Regions from separate parts of the Capsicum annuum genome. Here region 2 is linked to region 1. A link is a contact called in public Hi-C data. All regions are on one chromosome and are shown on one strand. The core of a region is the stretch at or near the end of the contact, and the rest is flanking DNA. Distances in the headings are between cores, read along the strand shown.

Region 1 (3,555 bases), core at 672-3,171:
TTTTTTTTAAAAAAGCCAGGTGCATCTGCTATAGAAATAAATAATAATAATAATAATAAAAACAACCCCGTTTTAACACATAAAACAAAACTTTGACAATGCATAAATATGACCTTTAACTATTCAAAACTGCATAAATATGACCTCCCTCCAAGTTAGCCCTTTTAACGACGTGACATCATGTGATTGAATTATCTTTCCACGTAGGCGTGAGCGAGACTCACGCATGGGGTTGCAAAATCGGAGGTCATATTTTTTCAGGTTTTGAATAGTTAAAGGTCCTATTTGTACACTATCAAAGTTTAAGGTCAAATTTATAATTTGATATCAAATTTAGAATCATATTTATGTATTATGCCTACAATTTATATCCCAATTGAATCACACTCGCTTTCAGGATAGTAATTAATCGGGGCACAATAATGTTTGTGATATTTTTTTTTCTATTTTATTTCCGTTCAGTATTAATATGATATCCTTTGCTAACAATGAACTATAGATTCGAAGATTATAAATATTATTGTTACTGACTATTGATTTTGTTGATGCCAGCTTGTAAAGTTTTGATGTGCAATATCCAATAGATCAATGCTATTATATATTGTCCAATGATAGAGACAAGTCTCTAAACATGTTTTCTGAATTTTTGTTTTTTGGTTTTCCATCCGGTGTTTGATGCCCACATTAAAGTCGTAACTAATTTGGATCGTGCGTTGCAGGGCTCATTAAGGTGACAATGCTCCTAACAGAGTTTTTTCTGTACCCAAGATCAAATCCTCGACTTCTAATTAAGAGTGGAACAACCTCATCTACTCCGCCACAACTTATGTTGGTATGTTTGCTGAATTGATATCTGTCAATTGGTTAACATATTATGATATTTGTTTTAATGTGTCTACATAATTAATTATTACCATATCTTCATTGTGTAGCATATCATAAATTATATACTAGTATTCAGAATATATTGCTGTACTTTAGAAAAAGAAAAACACAGAATCAACCGAATAAAGTAGTAACAACTACCTTATTTTCTTACATGCAAATGCATAATGATTGGGGTAGCCTACGAAGGCTAGAACCTATATGATGGATTAAAAATTACTTTCCACAAATGTTTTTTTTTTTTATTAGTATTTTTGGAAAATATTTTATTTATAAAAATAAATTTATAATTTTTTTTATAAAAATAAAAATATTAACTTTTTAATGAAATTTGAAAAATAAGTTCACAAGTGACATTTCACATTAATTATGTCATTCAACAACATATTTAGTGTATTCTCACCTAATGAGTTATAGGGAAGATAGAATGTACGCAGATCATACCACTAGGTAAAATAGAGAGGTTGTTTCCGACATACCTCCGGCTTAGAACCAATAACAATACATTAATTATGTCATTCATTCTATAAAAATAAGGAAAATTATTTTTCTTTTGAAACTTGAAAAGCACATTCCTCAAGTGACATTTCACATTGATTATGTCATTTTCACTCTTCAACTTCAACATACCTCCTCTTTACCCTCACTTCTAGTATAATATTTATCTAAATTGAATAAAAATAAATGCTTTTAAAATAGTAATACTTTTTGCTTACGTACTGAATAAAAAAAGTAAAACACTCATTTATTTTTCTTAAAAAACATTTTTCAAGGATTAAATGTTCTTAATTTAGTAAAATTTTATCGATTAAAGGACTAAAATCGTGGATTTCCCAATTTGTTTTCACATTTCTGTATATAAAGCTGCTCCTCCTGTGAAAAATCTTCTCTATATCTACAAAGCATTTCTTTAAAAATTTGTTTGAAATTAGTCTATTAAATCTGTTTTATTTTAGCGGCTACCTACTATATACTATATGTGATTTCGTGTCAAATTTTATAGGGTAAAGTTGGCTGCACATGAAAATATTCACCCTACCTAGGCAAGTAGTTTAGCCTACTTTACTAAGTATTGAATTGAATAATTTGATATCACTGTCGTCGTCAAAATAATAGTATTGAAAAAAATTGTGTTGTGATGAGTCTTGTTCCTACAAAATGAGTCATGTAACTCCTATGCGAATCAAATTTAGTCAGATTTTCTTATAGAAATATCTTGTACCAAATAAAAAATTTTAAAATGACAGTAAAGGTCTACATATATATATCGTATTAGACATATAAATTGATAAATATATGTACGTATATCAATCAAGTCATTATCTTTTTGTACACATTCGCTTTATATTTTTGTAAGGACGAGGTGAAAAGGAAATAGCGCTAACTTTTGTCTAATCAATTATTTCGCTCCTAAAATTACTCTCAATCGTTTACTCAATTACTTCTAAGAAATGTCAAAAAAAAAAAAAAATCTTATTGTGCTTGAAAACTAAAAAAGAGGATGAAAAACAAGTACAGTACTTATTGATTGCTTATTTAGTCCAAAGTTTCTGTAGTTAGCATATTAACGACAATAAGCCAAATAAATTATCTGTAAAGTTCCAATTCGATGGGACTTTTTTTTTTTAATGAAAATAAAAGTAAATGGAAACCTAACTTCCAGTCACAATTATTGACTGAAAACTAAAATTGAGCCGTTTCCATTTGTCTATTCATATTCATAGTTATCTTTTTTTTTTTTTTTTTCTCGAATAGATTGATTATAATATTATTTTGTGTTACTATCCGTTGTTTGTTATTACTTATTTTTTCACTATGTTTTTTTGAGATTGTTTTTTCTTGAGTTGGGGTCTATCAGAAACAACCTCTACCTTAACTATGAGGTAGTGGCACAGACTACGCGCACTCTATCCTCCTCAGATCCACTTTGTGAGAATATATTGCGTATGTTTTCGTGTCGTTGTCAATGTTATCGTCTAAACATTAACTTCCAATAAAAATATTTGAATTGCCTTTGATGATTCCACTCCAATAAAAAATGCATAAATATTCTTAGTTAAGACACTGAAAATTCAGACACAGCATGTTAAAATTTGAAACTCACTACTATGAAACTCTAGTAAAATTCTAATATGATGTAACGAAATTCGAACTTTTACAACTGTGATTATTATTCAAATTTAGCTAAGGTAACATAAATTCAAATTCAAATTATTATAATACACAACATATTATACTGAAATTCATGTTTTAGCTAAGGTTATTTTATTAAAATTTTATTTTTTTCATTAAAAATTATTAAAGTTTGAATACAGTAGTAGTTTTGGAATGGTGGTTGAGTTTGTCTGAAAGTGGTTATTGTCAATTGGACCCAAGTATTCTTTGATCTACAAAAAATGGGCCAAGCCCACCATGGACGTACCATACATTATTGAAGCCCAACTCATTGGTTAATAACAAGTAGAAATATTACGGAACGGCTTATCTTTTCGCCTTTATTTAAGGAAAAATCACACAAAACCACAAACATAAGATATTTTACTAGGGAAAAGGACATGACATGACCACTTTAAAAAAATGGTCCATAATTGAAAAGTTGGACATACTGTAGCCAGTCAGCTAAAGTAATTTTCTTTTTTAGTCATTTGATCCAATTGGGCACATGCAGTC
Region 2 (3,545 bases), core at 580-3,079, 41 kb after region 1:
ACAACGTAAAAGTTAACATTCAAAATCAAAAACTTCAAATTTTTGCATGTCCAAGGTGTTTGGATTGACTTATTTTTAAGTATTTTTGGTTTCTATTTTTTTTTTTTTAATTTTAGTTATGTTTGGCAAAATTAAAAACTATTTTTAAGCACTCACCTTTAAACCCCAAAAAGTACAAAAATAAGTCAAAAGTACCTTTAGAGCCCGTTTGGATAGGATTAAAAATAGTTTTTTAGTTTAAGTGATTAAAAGCTTAAAATAAGTGCTTATAAATTAAGCAGATAAATGTTTGGATAGAAGAGTTGAAACTGAAAAAAAATTATTAATGTGTTTGATAAATAAGTGTTGTTAAGTACTTTTTTATTGTCAAAATGACTTAAATGTCCTTCAAAATGGTTAATACCAAAATAAAGTGAATTATTTATAATTTTTAATTTTAAAATAATTTATTTTGAGCAAACCTTCAATGTATGATGATTCGTTGAAAACAAAGGAGAAAGAGAGAAAATTGGGGAAAGAGACGAAAAGAAGCAGCAAAGAGAAAAAGAAAGAAAAATCATATATTTAAGGGCTACAAATTCAGGGTGTTATTCGAATTAGAGGAAAAAATATAAGGGATAAAAAAGTAAATGTGATGGTCAAATCTAAAAGAATTTTAATTTAAAAAATAAAAAATTAGAGTACTCAACTTCTCACTTATTGCCTTTTTTAATCAGTTTTTATTTTCTTTTTTAGGTATTTTTTAATTTTACCAAACACTTAAAAAATAAATAAAAAAAATTAAAATCTAATTTGATCAAATTTTAATCCAATCCAAACAGAATTAAAATCTAATTTGATCAAATTTTAATCCAATTCAAACAGACACTTAATATCTAGAGAAATAAAAATCAACACGTCACAATTCACCATATAAAAACTAGCACACAACAAAACCCCTAAACTTTTCCATTTGTACTCGCAACATTCCTAATTAGTTGTTGTTATTACTAAAATTAGATACTACTTAATAGGAGTATTTGTCATTTTATAAAATCCAAATATAATTATTAGTTGTATTTGTTTTCATTTTTATCTTTAGTAATACATAGAGAGAAATATTAATATAGTGAAAAAAAAAATCCATAGAATTAATTGATGCAATTTAAAAATATGACAAATAAATAAAAATGAAGAGTGCAATTGAAGAAACTTTAAACCACTAAAAAAAGTTAAATAGAGTTTAATGCATCACAACTCACCACATAAAAATTACTCCCTTCATCCAACAATACTTGACCCTCGAGAGTGAAATAGAACATGAAAATGTAAGCTCCGCGTGCCTGTTGAAGAATAAGCCGACATACTTTAAGAAACAATAAGGGGTTGTTTAGTTGGAAAAAAAAAGTTAATTCCGAGATTATTAATCTCGAGATTATCTATATATCCTAGAATTAGTTATTCTACACTTAAGAAAGATAAAAATAACACTTTAATGCGCCGTATAACTAATTCCAAAATGAGTTATCCCATAAATTTTATCTCAATCAAACATGAGATAAATTCATCCTAAAATTAATTTCAAAATTAATTTTTCATTATCCCTCCTATTAAACAACTCCTAAATAATAGAAATATTTTACTATATCTTCTTTTAAATATGATAAATTTAATGATATATCAGTAAAAAAATAGATAAATTATCTAATTAAATGTACAAGTGAAGAAATTTAAAACCTCACTTTCTTGTTACCCCCAACAACTAATTTAATTAACCTTTTGCTTTGTCTTACTAGTACTAGCAGTAGTATATTAATAACACTGTCTCCTTGTTTAACTCCAAATTAACAGTCTAATGAATACCCATTATACATATAATACAGCAATAATCAAGTGTATAATCATATAAATTAGGTCATTACCTACACTTTAAGCAATCTTTACTGTCACCTCTCCCTCTCTTGCCCTTCAGCACCACCTTCCTCTAATCTTTATTTCAGCTAAAATACTGCTTCTTTGAACTTTTAAAATCCATTTTTTAATACCCAGTTCATTTTTTTTATGCTAAAGATCAGTTCTTGAATTAAACTCATTTGGGTTAGATCACTAATTATTTGATTTAAGTTCTTGAAACCTTTTCTTGAACTAAGGTCATTAGATCTAAGGTTTAAGGAAAAGGGGTTAAGCTATTTATTATTTGTGGGAAATCTTGATTAGTTTGTTTGAATTTAATCTGCTTTTTTGTATTTGTTTGTTTCCCCTTTTCTGTACTGCATAACAGTTTAGTAGTACATTGTTGTTGTCACTTTTTTTTGCCATTTTCAACATTGCTTTTATTGGTTAGTTTACTTTGTAATAGTTAGTTTCTTTGGATGGTAAAACCCCGCAAACCAATAATTTTACTTTTTCGTCGGTGGAAATTTGGAAGCTTTTGAGCTTGCTCATTCTTGGTGATAGCCCATATCATCTTTTGTCACTTTGATGGTAAAGCTCAATCCTTTTCTTTACCTTTCGACAAGATTAAGGCGAAAAGCCTGAGTCTTGGAAACTTTTTGCTGTAAAATTATACTAGACAAAGAATGAGGAAACATGCCAGTTCTTATTCAGGAAGAGTATATGGTGATAGACATTGGAAAATACCATTTTTTGTGAGCTTGCTTGTGTCTATTACTCTGTTTACAGCAACAATTTTTGGGTTATATTCATCATCTTATGGAAGAGATCAAGTGCAGTTGGATATGGTTTCTTTTGCTAGGCCTGTAGAGTCGGATGGGTATTTTGTGGAATCTGATTTCAAGTCGTTTCAATCGAATGGATTTTCGAAAAATGAACCACCTAGGTTTGCTTATCTTATATCAGGCACAAAGGGGGATAGTCATAGAATGATGAGGACTTTGCAAGCGGTTTATCACCCGAGGAATCAGTATATTCTACATATGGATCTTGAGGCTCCACCTAAAGAAAGGCTGAACTTAACAATGTCGGTGAAGAATGATCCCACGTTCCGCAAAGTAGAGAATGTTCGAGTAATGTCACAGTCAAATTTAGTGACTTATAAGGGCCCTACGATGTTTGCTTGTACCCTTCAAGCTATATCCATTCTGCTGAAGGAAAGTTCAAAGTGGGACTGGTTTATCAATCTTAGTGCTTCAGATTATCCACTAATGCCTCAAGATGGTAAGTGTTCTACTTCCACGTGCTATAGGTCGTCAATCATATATTTCTATATAGTCTCTTTATTAGCCTTTTTCTTGTTTATTTGAAGGTTCAGTTGCAACTTTTTTTTTTTTTAATGAGTAATGCTAAATTCCATGACTGGCGTCAATAGATGCATAAAATACAAAACTTGGTAAGCACAAAAAACTTAGTTAGCTGCTTTACATGGGAGACTATGTTAGGACTACAGAGCTAACAAAGTATAAAGGAGTTATAGGTGAGGCATTATGCCATCTATATAAATATACTAAACATCCAGCCTTAAAGAAATGAATTGGAGTTGATGAACCATCAAAACATCTTCTGATCCTTTCTGTCCAGACACACCAAAAGATATTTGCAGGGATCAT

What was found. A called contact is a pair of places that touch in the nucleus more often than the background predicts.
Region 2: a contact with region 1 is called in a Hi-C map of bud, with 2.9 times the contacts expected there. The contact joins the promoter of LOC107855023 here to the enhancer-like site in region 1. A contact is called at or near these places in 2 of 5 Hi-C or Micro-C datasets (bud and placenta).

Annotation. Positions count from the first base shown.
Region 1 is chr7:202,775,515-202,779,069 of UCD10Xv1.1, forward strand. No RefSeq gene overlaps it. Among protein-coding and RNA genes, the nearest start is that of LOC107855035, 23 kb to the left of the region's middle. Within about 2 kb of position 1,922, at least 3 of the 5 cell types and tissues checked have an H3K27ac peak or open chromatin away from gene starts, as enhancers often do.
Region 2 is chr7:202,816,265-202,819,809 of UCD10Xv1.1, forward strand. LOC107855023 (beta-glucuronosyltransferase GlcAT14A) reads left to right here and starts at 1,830. Exons shown (of 4, transcript XM_016699995.2): 1 at 1,830-3,156. The coding sequence starts at 2,559.